Regions from separate parts of the Arachis hypogaea genome. Here region 2 is linked to region 1. Evidence: chromatin contacts called from public Hi-C data. All regions are on one chromosome and are shown on one strand. Each heading gives the region's core, a stretch centred on a gene start, on an enhancer-like site or on the middle of the called end of the contact. The rest is flanking DNA. Distances are from core to core; before and after follow the strand shown. Region 1 holds the start of LOC112722434 (HIPL1 protein). Region 2 holds the start of LOC112722437.

Evidence for each region. A called contact is a pair of places that touch in the nucleus more often than the background predicts.
Region 2: a contact with region 1 is called in a Hi-C map of leaf, with 2.6 times the contacts expected there. The contact joins the promoter of LOC112722437 here to the promoter of LOC112722434 in region 1. A contact is called at or near these places in 2 of 8 Hi-C or Micro-C datasets (both in leaf).

Annotation. Positions count from the first base shown.
Region 1 is chr11:118,359,479-118,365,804 of arahy.Tifrunner.gnm2.J5K5, reverse strand. LOC112722434 (HIPL1 protein) reads left to right here and starts at 3,105. Exons shown (of 7, transcript XM_025773446.3): 1 at 3,105-3,787; 2 at 3,870-4,027; 3 at 4,533-5,348; 4 at 5,581-5,797; 5 at 6,082-6,260. The coding sequence starts at 3,694. It overlaps LOC112722435 (protein EARLY FLOWERING 5), which reads left to right. Exons shown (of 10, transcript XM_025773448.3): 10 at 1-32.
Region 2 is chr11:118,680,559-118,686,767 of arahy.Tifrunner.gnm2.J5K5, reverse strand. LOC112722437 reads left to right here and starts at 1,735. Exons shown (of 15, transcript XM_072207110.1): 1 at 1,735-4,873; 2 at 4,967-5,095; 3 at 5,172-5,357; 4 at 5,440-5,486; 5 at 5,602-5,914; 6 at 6,196-6,209. The coding sequence starts at 2,168.

The DNA.
Region 1 (6,326 bases), core at 1,856-4,355:
TTGCGACTCCCAAGTGATCTTTTTTTCTGCAACTAGCACCTAATAGCTATTCAAGTTGAAATTAGATGAAACAATAGTATAAAATATTGTCTTAACGATGTGCTGATACATTGTTAAAAAATTGCCTTTCATAATTTTAAAAATAGAAAAAGAAAAAGAAAATATTCGGGAAAACATATGGCTAGATTTGTGTCAAACTACAAGTATCCTTGATTCTCACTTGTGTTTTGCCTGTTCCTGTCTTGATCCATCTTTGCTAATTCCCATTTCTCGTGGAGATTTGAGTATTACTGGAATATTTCTTTTAAAATCTGAATAGAACTTGTACATAATTGCAATCCAAATAAGCCATTTTAAAGTACTACTGGAATTGTCCAAATTTTGGACACAAATATTGTTACTCACTTTCGATCTTTTACCAATTATTCATTCTTGTAGGTTACTTTTATTTGTTTTTTATTCCTTTAACTGCTACAAAAATGATTGACATACATGGTGGAGGATAAATTCTTTCATTCATGAATCCTCAAATTCTAACATGAAAAAGACTATGATGAGAATAATATTTGGCAGTTCTCTATGCTTGATGTGCATCTCTTTTTCTTTTGTGGATAATATGAGAATAATATTTGGCACTTAATTTTGCTTCTTTACTTTCGTAGCCCTAAAAACAAACAACATGTTTCGGACTAAGTTTTCGATCAACGTTTCAGGCTCTAAGTTCCCCTATCTCACACCTCCCTGGTTCCAGGAATATTCTTCAATACATCTGCTATGGTTGATTGGTTTACCTTGACCAGACACTATTTTATTACTTCATAATTTAATTGAAGGGATGAAGACAACAATGAGCATGTGATTCTAATCAAGTGAAGAAGTTCGCTTTCGGATTCAACTATAATATCACACTAATCACTATATATTTTTATTTGCTGATTATCATCCTTGCCTAACTACTTTGTCTTCTGTCTGTTATTTTATTTATTAGAAGATTTGTAATCCCAAGTGAATAATACCACTGTCATGAACACAGCACTACACCGCCCCACAATAATACAATTTTTTTTAATTTAAGAGTAATTAGTAATTACCCAAATTAATCCCTGAAATTTTTGAAATCGATTACTTTAGTTTCTCAAAGTTTAAAATACACAAATCAGTCCCAACATTTATTTTCGTTAATTCGCACACGTGGCCGTTAAGTGTTCACGTGTGTAAGTTGGACAAATCAGTTTCCAAAGTAAAGCACGAAATAGTCTCTAAAAAATTTGAAAAATCTCAAAACAATCCTGTAAAATTTTAAAACATTTTTTTGAATATTTTTAATTTTTTTTCAAAAATAAATGCCTTATAATATTTTTATTAATTAAAATAATAAAATATTATTGAAAATATATATAATAAATAAAAAATACAAAAAATAACATAATTTAAACTAAAAGATAATTTTATTCATTAACTCCAAAATATCATAAAAAATAACATTATTTAATCATTAATATATGATACCTATATTTAGGTGATGTAAAAACCATAATAATAACAACTAAATCTAAGAAGTTGTTGCATTATAAAGGTCATTATTTATATACCTAAACTCCTAAGATATTGACACTAAATAATTTTAGAAAAAAATATTTACAAGTGAAAAAATTTATTTTTTATATAACAATTAATTGTAGTAGCACATTTTTAACTGCAAGTCTATTTTATGCAACTTTATAACTAGTAGATTTCAAAACTTTAAAAAAAAAAAAACATAAACAAAATACTTAAATTGGTCGAGACATTTCTTCTTCAAGTGTTACAAGTATTAGAAGTTTTCACATTGTATTGAGATTTTGTAAATCATCATTCATAGGTGACTTAGTTTGCATTGCATGCAAGTTTCAAAGTATTACCTTCATAAGCATTTGCACAAATATTCTCAATTATTTATATGAAAATTTTTATGTTAAGTAAAAAATTTTCACAAACTCATTATGTTCTTCATTATTAAAGAATGATCATAGAATATGGTACTTGCAATTAAATTAATATTTTACATGATTAAAAATAAAGATGAGTTTATTTAATTATTTTAAATTAATCTTTTGAAAAACTTTAAAATTAATTTATAATTTAGGATTTGAAAATGTATAATTTTTTTTGTATATATGAATAATCAAATTAGAGATAAATAGATAAAAAATTTTAGAAATTAAAATTTATCAATTAAAAAATAATTATACATAAATAATTCAAAGGGAGTATTTTAGATTTTAAAATTTTTTTTAGGGACTATTTTAAGATTTTTTTAATTTTTTGGAGACTATTTCGAAATTTTTTAAACTTTATGAAACTGTTTTATACTTCATTCTCAGGACTGATTTGTCTAGATTGCACACATGGACACTTAACGGCCACGTGTGCGAATAAACATTTTATGATCAGTAATCACCGCTAATAACAAATAGAGAAAAATTGTATTATCTAACAAAAATAAATGTTGGAGATTATTTTGTCTATTTTAAAATTTGAAAGACTAAAATGTCCAAATTTTAAAAATCTCATAAACTGATTTGGGTCATTACTTTTAATTTTATTTAATTACATATTTAATTTAAAATAATTTTACATGTACATTTAATTACGTAATGTTACATTAATAGTATAAATCGTCGATAAATAAAACGAATGTAATTGAACGATCAAAATTATTTTTTTATTTATCATGATTCGAACATTTATAAGAAATAAAATTAAATCGACATTTATAAAAAATTAAATTAGTTTGGTAAAATTCAAATGGTACAATAAAACTATCCAACAAATTACCTAGCAAAATGTACAACATGCTTTTCTATTGGGTTATCGGTTTATCCTTAATTGAGTTAATAAATGATCTCTTTTTTAGTGTCTACAAGTAAAATAATATCAAATAAATATAAAAAATTAACTTTTAATTAGTTAATACTAGTAAATTTTTTATTATAAAATTATTTTTACCCCTAATTTTAAAAGATTTAGAATTTAAAATAAAAATAATTTAAAAATTAATTGATATTGACCAAAAGAAGTTGACTGCTAATTAAGCTTAAATATATATATATATACCCCACAATGAACCAAGCAACAACCAAGATGGACAAGCACCCCCAAATTGTTTTCTAGATGCTGGCTTTATTTTCATTGAGGCAGATAAAAAAGTCAACTGCTGCCCATAGACATCTCCAACTTGATGCCTTTATCATCATCATCTTCAACTGCCATGATTATATATTTGATGATTTTATTTATGATGAATATGAATTATGAAGCCATAGCCTACAAGCCTAAAATAAATGAACGCAACAACTACTCTGAAAATTGAGGCGAGTGTTTTTTGACCGTCTTTTTTCAAGTAGCTTTCATGTGACTGTGAAAGTTGATGCTTGAACAAAACAAAAAAAGAAGAGACAAAGTGACTGATTTAGAAGAAGATTTCAAAGTCCAAAGAAAGAGACAGACACACAGAGAGCAGAAGGAAGAAAATTCAACACTTTCAGAAAGCTGTTTTATTTTTATTTTTATTTTTGGGTAGAATAATGTTTTCAACCCTACCACTCCTACTACTACTAATGCTCCTTAGAGTTAAACAATGTTAAAGTTGAATTAGATTTGATATTCTTCGATCTTGTAGTTTTAGCTTTCAGTTTCAACTGGTTTGGTATCATGAAGGGTGTTCTAATTTCCATCAACTTTATCTTTTGTTGCTTCTTACTGTTTTTGGATTCATCAACTTCACTTCCTTTATGCGTTGACTCAAGTATGTTCGTCCTTCCTTCTTTTGCCATTTTTTCGTATGCATATGCTTTTGTTTTTCTTAATATTGTTTTTGTTTGGTGTAGGTGCACCTTTCATCCTCAATAGCACACTTGAATTTTGTCCTTACAATGGAAGCACTTGCTGCAACTCCACAGAAGATACACAAATTCAGAAACAATTCCAGCTTATGAACATCTCTGATACTACCTGTGCCTCAGCTCTGAAATCGATACTTTGTGCGGTAAGGTTCTGTTCTTCCCAACACCAACAATTGTGCGGTAAAGTTGAGGTGTCTATGAAAAAGGAACCAGAGAAGTGAAGAAGTAACAAAATCTTTTCCCCTTAGTTAATGGGTTACACTTGGTTGAGTTATGCCATTAAGATTTAAGATAATAATGTTATCTCTTTATGAATCTTGAAAATTTGATTGCTTGAAAAATCTGCATATTGCAAGTAATTTGTTGACTAACCAGTAATAGTGACCAATTTTATTCCATACTTTATGCCATAAAATAATTAAATATTTATCTAGTCACATACTCACATGTTCATATTTGAAAGTTTTGAGTCTCAAGCCTCGCTCAATTCCTCAACATAGATGAAGCATAGTTTTCAAAAGTCTAGGAACAAACTATTTCTTTGTGGATTATTTGCATAATTTTCAATGTTAGAAGTTCTTTGTCCTGTAAACTCATAACTTGTCTCTATGCAGTTCCTTTCATTGTAACTTAATTTATTTTTTTTAGAGGTGTGATCCGTATTCGGCCGAGCTGTTTACAGTTCAATCGACGCCCCGATCAGTTCCCTTGCTCTGCAATTCCACCATTGCATCCAATTCCTCCCAGTCAAAGGCAGTAGCAGTGGAAGACTTCTGCTCTCAAGTATGGGAATCATGTCAATCTGTGTCAATAAAGAACTCGCCATTTTCGCCTTCATTACAAGGCCAAGCAGGGAGAACACCATCTAAAAGCAATCCAAGTAAACTCACAGATCAATGGCAGTCGAAAACAGATTTTTGTACTGCATTTGGTGGATCCTCCACTAGTGAATCTGTATGCTTTGAAGGAGAACCTGTTGCATTAAAGAACACTGACTCAGAAGCTCCTATTAGTCCTCCACATGGCTTGTGCCTTGAAAAAATTGGCAATGGATCCTATCTCAACATGGTTGCTCATCCAGATGGCACGAACCGTGCATTCTTCTCGAATCAGAAGGGACAAGTTTGGTTAGCAACTATTCCTGCTGATGGATCAGGAGGAAAATTGCAGCTTGATGAGTCAAGTCCCTTTGTTGATCTAACTGATATGGTTTATAGTGATGCTAAACTTGGAATGATGGGAATGGCATTCCATCCGAAATTCGCAGAAAATGGCCGGTTCTTCGCCTCATTCACCTGTGACAAAGATAAGTGGTCTGGTTGTAATGGAATATGTTCTTGTAACTCAAATGTTAATTGTGATCCTTCAAAGATAGGCACAGGTAGTAGTGGTGCACAACCCTGCCAATACCAAGCTGTTGTTGCTGAATATACTGCTAATGGTACCGCGTCTCAGCCTTCATCGGTACTGATCTCTACACACACAAAAGTAGTTTCTATAATGAGTTTAATTTGAGAAATTCTTAGGTGTTTATGCAGCGTGTTATGTAATGTGCCGATAATTAATAAGAAAATGTCAAAACAGATAAGAGTTTTAGTGGTCATTTCCTCCATGAGCTTCCAAGAATTATTCATTTAATGCAATGTCATGATTAATAGGACTAAATTAAAGTATTAAGATGTTATTGAATTTTCAGGCTGTAAGTGCTAAACCAACAGAGGTGAGAAGGATATTTACCATGGGGTTGCCTTCTAATACTGAGAATGGAGGTCAGATTCTCTTTGGACCTAATGATGGGTACTTGTACTTCATGATGGGAGATGGTTCAGGCACTGGTGATCCATACAACTTTGCTCAAAACAAGAAATCATTGCTTGGGAAGATTATGAGGCTTGATATAGACAACATCCCAAGTGAGAGTTAACTCCATTGATATCCTAATGTAATGGATTGGTTTGTAAGGAAACTTGTAGCAGAACTAAGTAATCCGTCCCTAGTTAACCATATACAGGTGTTAAATTATATGTCTTGATATTGTAAAAAGTTTTATACAGACATTTCAATCTTGTATTGTCATGATTGTTGTTAGCTAAAGTGTTCAACTTGAGCACTCGCTACTCAAGTCATACAATCTCAGTGCATAAAAAATTATAGTTTTTTTCCCCACTCTTGATAAGCATCTATTGTTATCTTTCAGGTGCAGCCGAAATTAGCAAACAAGGTCTTTGGGGTAGCTATTCCATTCCTAAGGACAATCCATTCAGCCAAGACAATGGTTCACAGGCTGAAATATGGGCCTTGGGATTAAAAACTCCATGGCGATGCAGTTTTGATTCAGAAAGACCTTCCTACTTTTTCTGTGGAGATGCTGGACAGGTATATGAATTCTTCACCTTAGAAGGATGTTAGGGACTTGGGTATTATGGGGTGCTCCAAGTCTCA
Region 2 (6,209 bases), core at 486-2,985, 320 kb before region 1:
TCAAGAAAAGATTTTTAAAACTCAAACTAAATCGCTCATGATGTGTAATCAACAACAAGATAACATTGAATCACTTTTACAAACGTTAGGGATACAAATAGGACGATTTAAACATTAAGGACACAAATAGAATTTACCCAAAACGTTGGAGACAAAAACAATACTTTATTCGAATAATTAAATTTGAGGTGATTTGGCGAATAACTTAAACAAGGTATGGAATTTTGAAGTATTCTAAAACTCAGAAGAGCTTGATCATTTTATTCACTGATTAAAGTTATTCGGATTTTATAATCATTATTAAATCAAATTAAAAATAATATAAATTATAATATATAACTCATTTTGATAATTTGAAAAACAAGTAATAATTGATTAACAGATAATATAAATGATTTTACTTTTATGCTATATAAAATTTTATCGCCGTCACCCATCCCCTTAATAATGAATTAATGATATTTAGTATTTATTTACTTTTAAGAGGAGCAATTTACATAAATAAAATAATTAGAAAATATTATTATCCAATTTAACAGGCTTATGGCAAATGGCATATTCTTTGATATTCCCTGATAGAGATATTTGACCCGAATAGCAATAGTTAGAAATTGATAATAGCTAATAATAATTAATAAATTAATAAATGATAGATAAAATAAAGAAAAGACTGAGGACCGTTTGAATAGATTTATAAGTGACTTTTTTTTTTTTACTTTTAATTTATGGAAATGTGAAGTATTAATATTTGGTATAATTTTTAAAGTAAAATTGTAACTTTCTAAAAAATTATTTTAGTGTTTAAGGAGAAGTTAAAAAAATGACTTCTCTCATAATAAAAAGTTTTTTATCATTTTTCTCTTAAAATAAGTATTTTTAGAACTAAAAAACCAAACACAAAATAACTTATTTATAAACTACTTTTAACATAAGTATTTATTATTTAAGCTATTTCTTCAAAAATAACTTGATTAAGTTGTTTATTCAAATTAGGCCTAAGAAAGTACCCGTCTTTAGCTAAGGACTCGTTTGAATAGGTTCATAAATGATTTTTTTAACTTTTAACTTATGAAAAGGTGTATTATTAATGTCTAGTACAATTTTTAAAATAAAATGACTTCTCTCGTAATAAAAAGTTTTTTATCACTTTTCTCTTAAAATAAGTACTTTTAAAACTAAAAAACCAAATACAAAATAATTTATTTATAAACTACTTTTAATATAAATATTTATTATTTAAACTATTTTTTCAAAAATAACTTAATTAAGTTGTTTATCTAAACTGAATTTTTAGCATTAGTTCAAAATTTAGGGCCTCGGTCATGTCGAAGGGGCTCTTGACTCTTGAGCCAGGCCCGTTCCCTTATAATAATAAAAAAAAGATGGTACCGCGGTACACAAAGATCAAAAGGAAATGGCGATTAAACTTGATTACGCCACTTTTAAAAAGGAAAATTGAATTTGCAGCCGAGGTTTTGGATCAACAGCAGCATCACTTGCCTCACTGAAAATTGTATCCAAGTTTGGATTCTCAATGAGAAATATAAAATTCATGTTAATAGTAAAAGTATGTGTGTAAAATGTAAATAGATATATTGTGTAATATATAAGGCAAAAAAATTTAATTTAAAAATATATAAATACATTTATTTTACATTTTCATTTTTAATATTTTTTGTTTTTTAAATTTTATAAAAAAATAAAAAAAATAAAAACAATATTCTATTATTTATTTTTACCTCTTATTTTTATTTTTTACTTCACAAAAATTAAAAATATAAAATATTAAAAATAAAAATTAAAAATAAAAACACAAATCAACCACGCTCTAAAATTTTTTAATGAATGCTTTCAGCCATAATATAATTTCTCCTCACACACACACTCGCTGAGCTTCCCTCACCCATCTTCTTTGGGTAGCTGTTCTTTTCTCCTCTCTCTGTGACCGAAGTGCCTCTCTCTAATTTGATTTCCCTTTATCATTATGTTTTCCCATTATCACACTTTGCTTTAACCTAACCTTCTAGATTCTTCTTCTAAATCATTCTGTAACTGTCGCCGGCAACCGCTTCTTTCTCCTATTTCTTCACATCTCTATATATATTTATTTATATTCTGCACACTTTCTCTCTCTAGAAACACAGACCCTAAGTCCTTAACTTAATTAATGGGACACAAGAAGCGAAATTCGGCTCCGCGGTCCAAACATTCGCCGGCGACTTCTCCGGCGGCGCAATTCGCCGTCGTCGGCGACGGTACCGCATCGCCGGAGAAACAAGACTCAGGCAATGTTCCCGATCACAACAGCAAAACCAATAACGGCGTTCAGAACCCTAACGGGATCGAGTTTCCTCCTCCGCCACCGCCGCCGCCTCCTCCGCCTCAATCCGATGGTCCTTCCTCCGATTACACCGCGATCAAGCTCGAGTGTGAGCGTGCCCTAACGGCGTTCCGGCGCGGGAACCACAACAGAGCACTGAAGCTCATGAAGGAGCTATGCGGGAAGCAAGAGAACGCTGCTCACTCCGCATTCGCGCACCGCGTCCAGGGATTCGTCGCCTTTAAGGTCGCCGGAATCTTGAACGACCCTACCGCGAAGCAACGGCACGTGAAGAACGCCGTCGATTCGGCTCGCAAGGCCGTCGAGCTGTGCCCTAATTCGGTCGAGTACGCGCACTTCTACGCCAATTTGATGCTCGAGGTCGCGAACGACGGGAAGGATTATGAGGAGGTAGTACAGGAGTGCGAGAGGGCGCTGGCGATAGAGAACCCTAGCGATCCAGGGAAGGAGAGCTTCCAGGATGAGAGTGATCAGAAGTTGTCGACTCCCGAGGCACGTGTTTCGCATGTGCAAAACGAGCTGCGGCAGCTGATTCAGAAGTCGAACATCGCTTCGCTGTCGAGCTGGGTGAAGAATCTGAGCAACGGCGAGGAGAGATTTCGGCTGATTCCGATTCGGAGGCCGACGGAGGACCCTATGGAGCTGAGACTGGTTCAGACTCGAAGGCCTAACGAGATCAAGAAAGTGACGAAGACGCCGGAAGAGAGGAGGAAGGAGATTGAAGTGAGAGTCGCCGCTGCGAGGCTGTTGCAGCAGAAGTCTGAGTCGCCCCAATCTCCGAACGAAGTAGATAAGGATGAGAGGGGGTTGGATTCATCCTCAGCGGCTGGTCAGAGTAGGAGGAGGCATGGGAATTCGAAGAAGAATGGGTCTACTGCGGAGAGGAGGAAATGGGTGCAATCTTACTGGAGTTCGATGAGTGTGGAAATGAAGAAGGACATGCTTAGGGTTAGGGTTTCTGATCTTAGGTCACACTTTGGGTCTTCGAAGGATACTTTGCCTATTGATCTTTTGGCGGAGGCTGTGTCGTATGCTGAGGCCAATAAGACATGGAAATTCTGGGTTTGCTGCCATTGTGATGAGAAATTTAACGATGACGAGTCTCACAGCCAACATCTTGCGCAGGCGCACATGGGTATGCTCTCGCCGAATTTGCAGGGGCATCTGCCCCATAATGTTGACAGTGAGTGGATTGATATGATTCATAATTGTTCTTGGAAGCCGCTGGATGTTTCTGCTGCAGTTAAAATGCTTGAGAGTAGAATGAAATTCAAAGGTTCATCATTAGTTGAGGATTCGTACTTCGATCATCATACACAGGACTACTATGACTGTATTAACGATGCAACTGATCCTTACCATGAGAAAGAAGGTTTGGAATACAGTCTTCATAACTGTACAACAGAAAGCAATAACTATTGTAAAGCTGTTGCAAGTAATGTGAGAGAAGGCGTTGAAAACCAATTATCTATGTCACATCCTTTCGCTGACAGTTGGCCAGTATCTGATGATTCTGAGCGCGCAAAACTTCTGGAGAAAATTCATGCAGTATTTGAGATGCTTATTAAGCATAAATATCTTGCTGCTAGTCACCTTAGCAAGGTTATACAATTTACTATGGGTGAGATTCAGGGTCTTGCTGCTGGTTCTCAATTTCTAAATCATGGTGTCGATCAAACGCCAATGTGCATATGCTTTCTGGGGGCTTCACAGCTTAAGAAAATTCTCCAATTTCTTCAAGAGCTATCTCATGCATGCGGATTGGGTAGATATGGTGATAAAGGTAATGGTCTCATGAATGAGTTTCATGATATCAATCAAGGTCCTGAGATCAAAGAGAATATTGTTCTCAATGGAGATGCATCATGCCTCCTTCTGGATGAGTGTTTACTGGTGACACAAGTCACATTTGATGCTGCTCAGGGGACTGTATTGGATAATATGACTGCCCAAAGTTCTCATGATGGTATTTCAAGCGATAATGATGATTTTCTATCCTGGATATATTCAGGTTCAGCTATAGGGGATCAATTGACATCATGGATGCGAACCAAAGAAGATAATAAACACCAAGGAACAGAAATTATCAAGATGCTTGATAAGGAGTTTTATCAACTACAGACCCTATGTGAGAAGAAGTCTGACCGAATGAGTTATGAAGAAGCACTGCAGACAGTAGAGGATCTTTGTCTTGAAGAGGGAAAGAAGAGGGAAATTGTTGGTGACTTTGTCCAGCAAAGCTATGAGTCTGTCTTAAGAAAACGAAGAGAAGAGCTCATTGAAAGTGAGAATGATGTGATGAATGTCGGCAATAGGTTTGAGTTGGATGCCATATCAAATGTTTTGCAAGAAGCAGAATCAATGAATGTTAATCAATTTGGATATGAAGAAACTTATGCTGGTGTAACTGCTCAGTTATGTGACTTGGAATCTGGTGAAGAAGAAGAATGGAGAATGAAAGACTACTTGCATCAAATGGATGGTTGTATAGAAATTGCTATTCAGAAACTGAAAGAGCACTTGTCTATAGAGGTCAGCTTGTTGATTCTTATAACATGTCCACTAAAATGACAGCAAGTATGGACTTTTACCCTGATGTTCTAACTCATTTAGTTTCCTTTGCAGCTTAGCAAAATTGATGCTCGAATCATTAGAAATATTGCTGAGATGCAACAATTGGAACTCAAGCTTGGGCCTCTTTCCGCTTATGATTATCGGGCTATATTATTGCCTCTAGTGAAGTCATACCTAAGGGTTGGTATTTAAAATACTGTGTGTGATGTTTCCTCGTTTTTCATTTAATCATATGTTCCTTTGCTTGATCTTTTAGGCACGTTTAGAAGAATTTGCTGAGAAGGATGCAGTAGAGAAGTCTGATGCTGCGAGGGAAGCATTCTTGGCTGAACTTGCACGTGATGCTAAGAAGGCTAAAGGGGGAAGTGAGAACACAAGAAATGTGGATAAGACCAAAGATAAGAAGAAGACTAAAGATCACAGAAAAACAAAAGATCTGAAGGTCCTTATCATGCATGGTGAAATTGCTCGGATATTGTGCAATGTTCTATGAAAACTGATAAAAAAATATCTATTTCTTGCAGGCTTCAAGTGGTCATGAGGAGCTATCGCTGCAAGCTAGCAGTCCTGAGTGAGTATATGTTTCTAAACCTTATTTTCACCAGTTATTTACAATAACAGAAATTATAACTTGAATTTGAGACAATGTAACACTTAATGATGTTTTTGTTGTGCTTTGGCTGCAGTTCCAATACTGTTGCACCTGATAGTTACTTTCAAGATCCTGAGCTTGTTTCCATGAATGATAATTACTTGGAACAACAGGAAGAGGAATATAGACGGAAAATAGAGCTAGAAGAGGAGGAAAAAAAGCTTGAGGAAACTTTAGAATTTCAGCGTAGGATAGAAAATGAAGCCAAACAAAAACACCTTGCTGAATTACAAAAGAAATCATCCGGGATATGTTTAGAGGAAGTGGCGGACAAAATTCAGGATGCTCAGTTGAAGACAGTTGCTGATGGGACAGATGTGCATGATCATGTAAAACTGCCTATACAGGTTGGCCGCTCTCTTTTTAAGTTCCTTCCACTGTAAGGGGACCATTTTTCCTAGTCATTTCCTTTTTTTTTTGGTAGTTAAGAAAAGCTTAATTCTCATAAAAGAGAGAAGCAACAAAGTACAAAGATTGGAACAAGAAAATAAAATGGAATGTCACTAGTCATTAAGTTTCTATTACTGTGAAATGTACGACTTGAGGACTACCTTGTAAACTATAATTAAGCATTGTTCGTAATACAACTCTGAGCACCTTTTTTGTCCTTTTCTATTCCCAGGAGCAGTCAGCTGATGAGAA